2 separate regions of the Sus scrofa genome follow, and region 1 is linked to region 2. A link is a contact called in public Hi-C data. All regions are on one chromosome and are shown on one strand. Each heading gives the region's core, a stretch centred on a gene start, on an enhancer-like site or on the middle of the called end of the contact. The rest is flanking DNA. Distances are from core to core; before and after follow the strand shown. Region 1 holds the start of RUFY4 (RUN and FYVE domain-containing protein 4). Region 2 holds the start of TNS1 (tensin-1).

What was found. A called contact is a pair of places that touch in the nucleus more often than the background predicts.
Region 1: a Hi-C map of embryonic fibroblasts shows a contact between it and region 2, with 2.6 times the contacts expected there. The contact joins the promoter of RUFY4 here to the promoter of TNS1 in region 2. A contact is called at or near these places in 13 of 47 Hi-C or Micro-C datasets (alveolar macrophages, brain, embryonic fibroblasts and 6 more) and 1 of 2 datasets of contacts at active chromatin or transcription factors (skeletal muscle).

The regions. Positions count from the first base shown.
Region 1 is chr15:120,191,715-120,195,195 of Sscrofa11.1, reverse strand. It overlaps RUFY4 (RUN and FYVE domain-containing protein 4), which reads right to left and starts at 1,539. Exons shown (of 11, transcript XM_021075279.1): 1 at 1,234-1,539; 2 at 1,038-1,144. The coding sequence starts at 1,279.
Region 2 is chr15:120,141,789-120,145,274 of Sscrofa11.1, reverse strand. TNS1 (tensin-1) reads left to right here and starts at 1,478. Exons shown (of 36, transcript XM_021075207.1): 1 at 1,478-1,592.

The DNA.
Region 1 (3,481 bases), core at 290-2,789, 50 kb before region 2:
CTCTCTGCGTGTGGCGTGTGTGTTAAAAACTTAGATTCGAGTGGCTAAAGAAAGCCTCCCTGAAGAGGTATTCTTCAAGTGCAGATCTGAAGGACATGGCAAAGTGTGCCATCCAGATTCCTGCGGGACAAGCGTTCCAGGCAGAGGGAATAGCAGGTGCGAAGGCCCTGAGGTAAGCCCCTTCTTGCTGTGCTTTAGGAAGATCAAGGAGGCCAGTGGGCCTGGAGGGCATCCCAAGAGGGGCAGACTGGCAGGAGACTCACACATGCACCCAACATACACCACACATCCACACACCTCACACACACATACACACACACACACACACACACACAACCTCCCCACCTGTATACTCACATGGACACACACATAGAGAAGTAGGAAGGATATGTGTGTGTGGGGGGATGGGCTGATCACCAAGCATCTTTGGAGGTCAGAAGGGAAATTAAGCAAGGTGGGCATGTAAAGGGCTCAGTGGGGCACATAGTAAATGCTCAGCAAAAGTTACAGCTGGGGATGATTAGGGCTCTAACCAGCAGCGAGGAGGGCCAGCTCTCAGACATCTGTGCCTCTGAAATTTTGTCTACTATTTATTTATTTATTTTAGAGCTGCACCTGCGGTGTATGAAATTTCCCAGGCTAGCAGTTGAATTGGAGCTCTAGCTGCCAGCCCACACCACAGCCACAGCAACCCAGGATCCGAGCCATGTCTGTGACCTGCACTACAGCTCATGGCAACACCGGATCCTGAACCCACTCAGTGAGGCCAGGGATTGACCCTGCATCCTCATGGATACGAGTTGGGCTCATTACCACTGAGCTACCACAGGAATTCCTGTAACTGTTGTCTTTAGGGCAGGAGGGCTGCCCCCAGCCCCACCCAACTCTGCCTCAGCCTTGTCCCACGACCCTTCCCAGGCTACAAGGATGGCCTCCACGAGTGAGGGCAAGATGGCTCTCAGCATCTGGAAAGCCCATGTGGTTATCACTTACTAGGACCTGGAGAGATGGAGAGAGGGCCGAGGGGAGGGCCCTACCTGCAGCAGAAGCTCCAGGCAGCCACAGAGTCTGTGCAGCTCAGCACTGGCATCCGTCACCGGCTGCTTCCCACCCCCATAGCCCTGGAGGATGGTGGAGACAGCAGCTGTAGGGACATCAGACATCAGATCGTGAGGCTCCTCAGACCCCTCACCACGGCCCCAGTTTGATCCCAGAGACTCAGGACACACTCACCTTTCAGGTCCCTGGTGATCTTGATGACAGCCACCTCTTCTGCCATGAGTATTTGAAAATGATGTGCTTCCTTGTGGCTCTGGAGTACCAGCCCAGGAAGGAGCTTCTGAATTCCACTGCTCAGCTCTCTCCTTCCAGGCAGGAGAATCTAAGGATCTAGGGAGAATAGGAATCTAGGGAAACAATGTGACATCTCTAGGCGAGCTAACTGCTGGAGAAAAGCCCAGCTCTTTCTTGGAAGACAGGGTGGAAGGGTGATGGTGTGGCCCCCACCCATGGAGCAGTTTCTGGTGCCAGGGGCTGTGGCCCCTGCCTCACCCCCTGGTTTCCATTCAGGAACCCTAGGAGAGTCTTAATTCTATTTTTATTTTGCTTTTTAAAAAATTTATTTATTATTATTATTTGGGGGGCCACACCCCACCCACAGCATATGGAAGTTCCCAGGCTAGGGGTCCAATTGGAGCTGTAGCTGCTGGCCTACACCACAGCCACAGCAATGTGAGATCCAAGCCACCACAGCTCACAGCGAGGCCGGATCCCTAACCCAATGAGCGAGGCCAGGGATCAAACCAGCAACCTCATGGTTATTAGTTGGATTCATTCCTACTGCGCCACAATAGGAACTCCTATTAACTCCATTTTAGACAAGGGAAGGGGTGGGGCTCAGAGAGGGTAAGGGTTTTATCCCACATCACAAAGCTCTAAGTGGTGAAGCTAGAATTTTAACTCAGGTCTGGTTACCCACGGGACCGGGGCTCTCAGCCCTGACTGGATGTGAGCAGCCCTAATAACGCTCAGGTGCTCAAGTCATGTGGCTGCTGAGGGGAGGCGTCCCCTTCCCCCACGGGGGGCCTTGCCAGAGCGTTCATCATTCTCGCAACACACATTCATATTTCCCTGGGCCCCAGCTGAGTGGAAAATGTATGTTCTTTGAGGCAAAGGAGGCAGAAGTGAGGCGAGGTCCCAGCGCAGGTGTTAATCCCACCTCTCTCTCCCCAGGGAATCGCAGCCTGTTCCCCCACACAGTGGAGCCTGGGGCTCCCAGAGGAATATTGTGACCCCCGAGGGCTTATTCTCAGAGCCTGAAGTAGGGACGGGTATGAGGGGGGACCCCAGGTGTGCTGCCCCCCAGGCTGTGGTGGCTGAGTTTGGGAGTGAGTGGGAGTGGAGGAGCTCAGACACAGAGGAGGGGAAGGGAGAAGGAAATGAAGGGTGTGTGTGTGTGTGTGTGTGTGTGTGTGTGTGTGTGGCTTTTAGGTGGCACTGCTGTGCTGGGGTCAGGAGACCTGGGTCTCCATCCTGGTCCTGCTGTTTGCTCACTTTGTAATGGGGGCACATCCCTTGCTTTCTTGGGCCTCAGTTTCCCCATCTGTAGACCAAGGCCTAGACCCTCCAGCCCAGACCATCTCTGAAATCCACAGGCACCTTAGCTGCACCTCCTCCCCGCTCCTCACTTTTACCCAGGATTCCTCTGCCCTTGCTCCTGGCATCACTCCCTTTCTCCAGCCACCCCCAGACCCAGGGGTCTCCCTGCTACTCACCAGGAAGGCCTGGCTGGTTGGAGCATGAACACGGGCACTGTCGCAGGTGCCCTGGGCCGAGCGGTGGCCAGGGCAGGGGGCGGCCGGGTGCCTGGCTGGATGGGCTGCGCCGTGAGCCTGGTGTGCTGCGATGCGTTGGAGCCCGGGCCCCACCTGCAGCACAACCTTTCCCAGCCTTTGCTAGTCTGCTGTCTGGAAAGTGACTCAGACCCAGCCCAGCACACTGGAGGAAGAGGATGTCTTGCTCAGAGGTGGAGGCTCGGAAGACTTGCGGGGGTGGGGGGGAGGTGTATTGGGGAAGCAGGGAGTTGTGGCTGAGGGCGTGGGTGGGGGTGGCTGAGGGAGAAGGGGAGACGCAGGGGTCAAGGGCACCAGGCAGAATGGGTGAGGTGGGAGATGGTTCTCCTCAGGCAGACTTGGGGTAGACTCGCCCAAACTCAGACAGGGACTCAGACTACCCATGGGGAGTGGCAGTTGCTGCCCTGCAAATTTCTTTCCCTTTTCCGAGTCACCTCATGCTCTTGTCTTACTGCGTTTCACCACCGGGTGGCACGAAGAGGCTATGATGCTGCCCCACCTGATCACTGCCAGTCTCCACCATCACTAGGTTGGAGAGTGGTGCCGGTGGGGAGGGGAGGACAAGGGTCCTGGCACGTGTCTCCCTCCCCTCCCCACCTGAGTCTTCGGAGGATCCCCGTGAGCGCTGA
Region 2 (3,486 bases), core at 229-2,728:
TGAGGGGCCCCTTCCAGCTGGCTCCTGTGTCCTTTTGTCTGTCTGTCCCCCTTTGATTTTCTGGTTCCCTTTATAGTCTCTGTGCGTTTCTATCTAATCTCTCTCATCCTCTCTTGTGCTTGGTCGTCTCTGTCTTTGTCTCTGCCTTTATCTTCTTTTGTCCTCTTTGTCTGGCCACTGCTTTTCTCTGTTACATTTTGTCTTTCTCACTCTTGTCTCTCTGTCTCTGACACCGTCTTTCTGCCTATCTCTTTGCCTCTCTGTCTTGCTGGCTTTCTGTCTCTTTCCTTCTGCCTGTTTTTCTCCTTGTGTCTCTCTTGGCTCAGTCTCTCTTGCCCAGGACTCACCACTATGGGGTCTTTAGCTGGGAAACCTGGACATGCTGGGTTTGTGGGACGCTGCCTCCCATCTTCTGAACATGTAGAGCTGGGAGACTGGGAGCAGGGTGCAAGGTGGGAGGACTTGCAGGAGACCCCTCTGCCTAGAACGGCGGGGTCTGCATTGTGTCGGGACAGGTCCGTCTATGCACAGAGGGCATCAGAAACCTCTGTACCTTGGGGGGTGGGGGGCTGGAGGGAAGCGCCAATGTCTGTGTTCTGCTGGCCCCTGTTGTTGAATCAGGTTAGACTCCAGGGGGAGGTTGGTGCCTTGGGGAGAAATGGTACCTGTGCGTCCCCCTGCCCCCCACCACATAAGTGACTTCCTGGAGAGGCAACAGGAAGAGCTTTTGCGCCTGGGCTGGGGGCTGTCGGGGGGGGGGGAGGAGAGTGATCCTAAGCAGCATGGCTGCAGGACTTTGTGGCTTTAGGGTGTGTTCCCAAGTGTGGTTGCAACGGATGTGGGGCCCAACCTTGCACTGTCTGTGGGGGCGAAGCTGAAGCCTGTGGTAGCAGTGGGTGGCAGCTGATGGAGAACTTGAGGCAAGCCAGATGCAGGGAAGGCCTGCACTGCAGCTGGCCTCTCATCCCATGTGTGTGGGGGCGGTTTTAAAAAGCATATCTAGGGAGTTCCCATTGTGGCTCAGTGGTTAAGAACCTAACTAGTATATGTGAGGATGCAGGTTCAATCCCTGGCCTCACTCAGTGGGTTAAGGATCTGGTGTTGCCATGAGCTGTGGCTCAGATCTAATGATGCTGTGGCTGCAGTGTAGGCTGGCAGCTGTAGCTCTGATTGGAGCCCTAGCCTGGGAACTTCCATGTGCCAAGGGTGCAGCCCTAAAAAGAAAATAAATAAATATAAAAAAGACACCCCAGAAGGGCCTGCGGTCCGAGATGTTGGGTTCCCGTTGTTGTCTGACCCGCCGTGGTCATTTCCCTGGTCACCTCTCCCAGAAGTGGGCTCAGGGCCTTTCACAGCGGAAGGGGCTCTGGCTTCTCCTTTCCCGCAGTGCTTGCCCGTATCTCCCTTGGCCCCCTGGTCCTTTCCCCGGGAGCCCGGCCCTCTGCCCTGGCCTGACTACTGTGCTCTCCTCCCACAGCCAGAGGATCTGGAGGCCCCCAAGACTCACCACTTCAAAGTGAAGACCTTCAAGAAGGTGAAACCCTGTGGGATCTGTCGACAGGTCATCACCCGGGAGGGCTGCACCTGCAAAGGTGAGTAGGTGCTTGGGCCCCGGGGGATGGGGGAGGGGGTGCGTCTTCACGGTCTTGAGATGGTCTGGGCCCCAGGTTGGACTGTCCCCGGGGTCCTACTTGGTGCCTGGTGCTCATCTGGGAGGGGATGCTGAGCGTGTGGGTATGAATGGATAGCACGTGGCAGGTGATGGGTGGCTTGGAAATGGCTTGTAGCTTATGTGTAGATGACATGAAGAGAGCACGGAGATAGTACACAGATGGCATGTGAATGGCATGGGGCAGGCGTGTGGATGGTATGTGGCAGCAGGTGGAAGGTGTGTGGTTAGTGTGGCTTGTGTGTGAGGGGCTGTGGTTGGCCTGTGGATGGTGTGTGGTTGGTACGTGGAGGGCATGTGGGAGGTGTGTGGGTGGCATGTGCCTGGCACTGGGAGTACTTCAAAGATGCCAAGCCACAGTCCTCCCCTTGTGGCAGCTTAGGGGGTGTTTAAGGGGCCCCCATTCAGCCCCAGGGGAGGGCCTGCTGGCTGCCAGGCTTTTGCAATCACGCTTCTCATGTGCTCCTGGAATGGCCTGGGCTTGGCTGTCCCTGTGGCCGGAGGAGTTGGTATCTTGGCCCAGGTCATACAGTGAAATCAGCAGGAGGCCTCTGTGCCCAGTCTCAGGGACCGACCCCACCACCCAATCAGTTGCCCCACCAGCCAGATGCCTCCCCCTCTCTCTCACCCCTCCTCCTGTTATTGCCAGCTCCCTCCCCACCCCTACAGCTTCTCTGCAGCCAATGCATCTCTCACCTGTACATGCCTCACCTGTACCTGTCTTACCTGTACATCTCTCACCTGTACTGCCTCTCGCATCCTGACCCGCCCTCTCGGTCTATCTCCATATCAGCTTCTGGGGGGCCTTGGTGTCAGTTCCCTGGGTAGAGCCTTGGATCCCTCCCAACACACACTCAAGACAAAGCACAGACTCCTTCCTGTGGCTGCACAGGCGCGTGGATCCACCTCTTGCCGCCTCTTGGACCCATCCCCCTGGCCCCAAGCCCATGGTGAAACCTTTCGTACTTCCCAATATGCCAAGTATACCAAACATGCCAAAGGGCCCACTCTTGCCTGGAGCTTTGCTCACGTGCTTCTCCCACCTGGATTCTCTTCTCTTCCTTCCCTCTGAGCACAGGTCCTGGCGGGGCAGGGAAAATGGGCATCAGAGCCCAGGGATCGATGATTAAAGCACTTCGTATTAAAGCCCTCACACTCACTCTCATGCAGTGCTCTCAGCATCTGGGGGGCGCTGATGTCATCCTTGTTTTACGGATGAGGAAACTGAGGCTCAGACTAGTTAAGTCTCTTGCCAAGGCACACAGCCGGCTGGGTGGGGGGTGGGGTTTCCAATGCGTGTTCTCTGGGGGAGGGAGGGCTTCTTAGATGGGGAGTTTCAGCTGGTATTGGAGGTTGGAATGGGTGGATGGAAGTGTGTGAGTGTGTGGGTGTGTATTTGTGGGGGACATTCCAGGCAAGGCCTGCTGTGGGCTGAGGGCAGAAGTTTGTGGTCCTTAACTGCAGGGCTCTGACACGGAGTTTAGAGGAAAAAAAAAAACATGAACTTTTTGCAATACCAAAAGTAGCCACATGGTGACACCCTCCTCCCAAGAGGTCTGGCTGGGATGGGTGGTGGTTTACGGAGAAGCCAGGGAGGCACTGCCTGGGGCGGGGTTTTGCATTTTGCTTGCCTCACTGCCTCCATCCCACCCTATCCCTTGAACCTGACCCCTCCCGCAGTTCCTTCCCTCAGCCCAGTGACCCCCCAGTGCTTCTCCGTCAGGAGGCAGCACAGGGCTGAGGGTAGAAAAAATCATAGCACACTCACTGGGTAACCTTGGACATCTCTGGCCACACATTTTGTGACAGCCTATGGT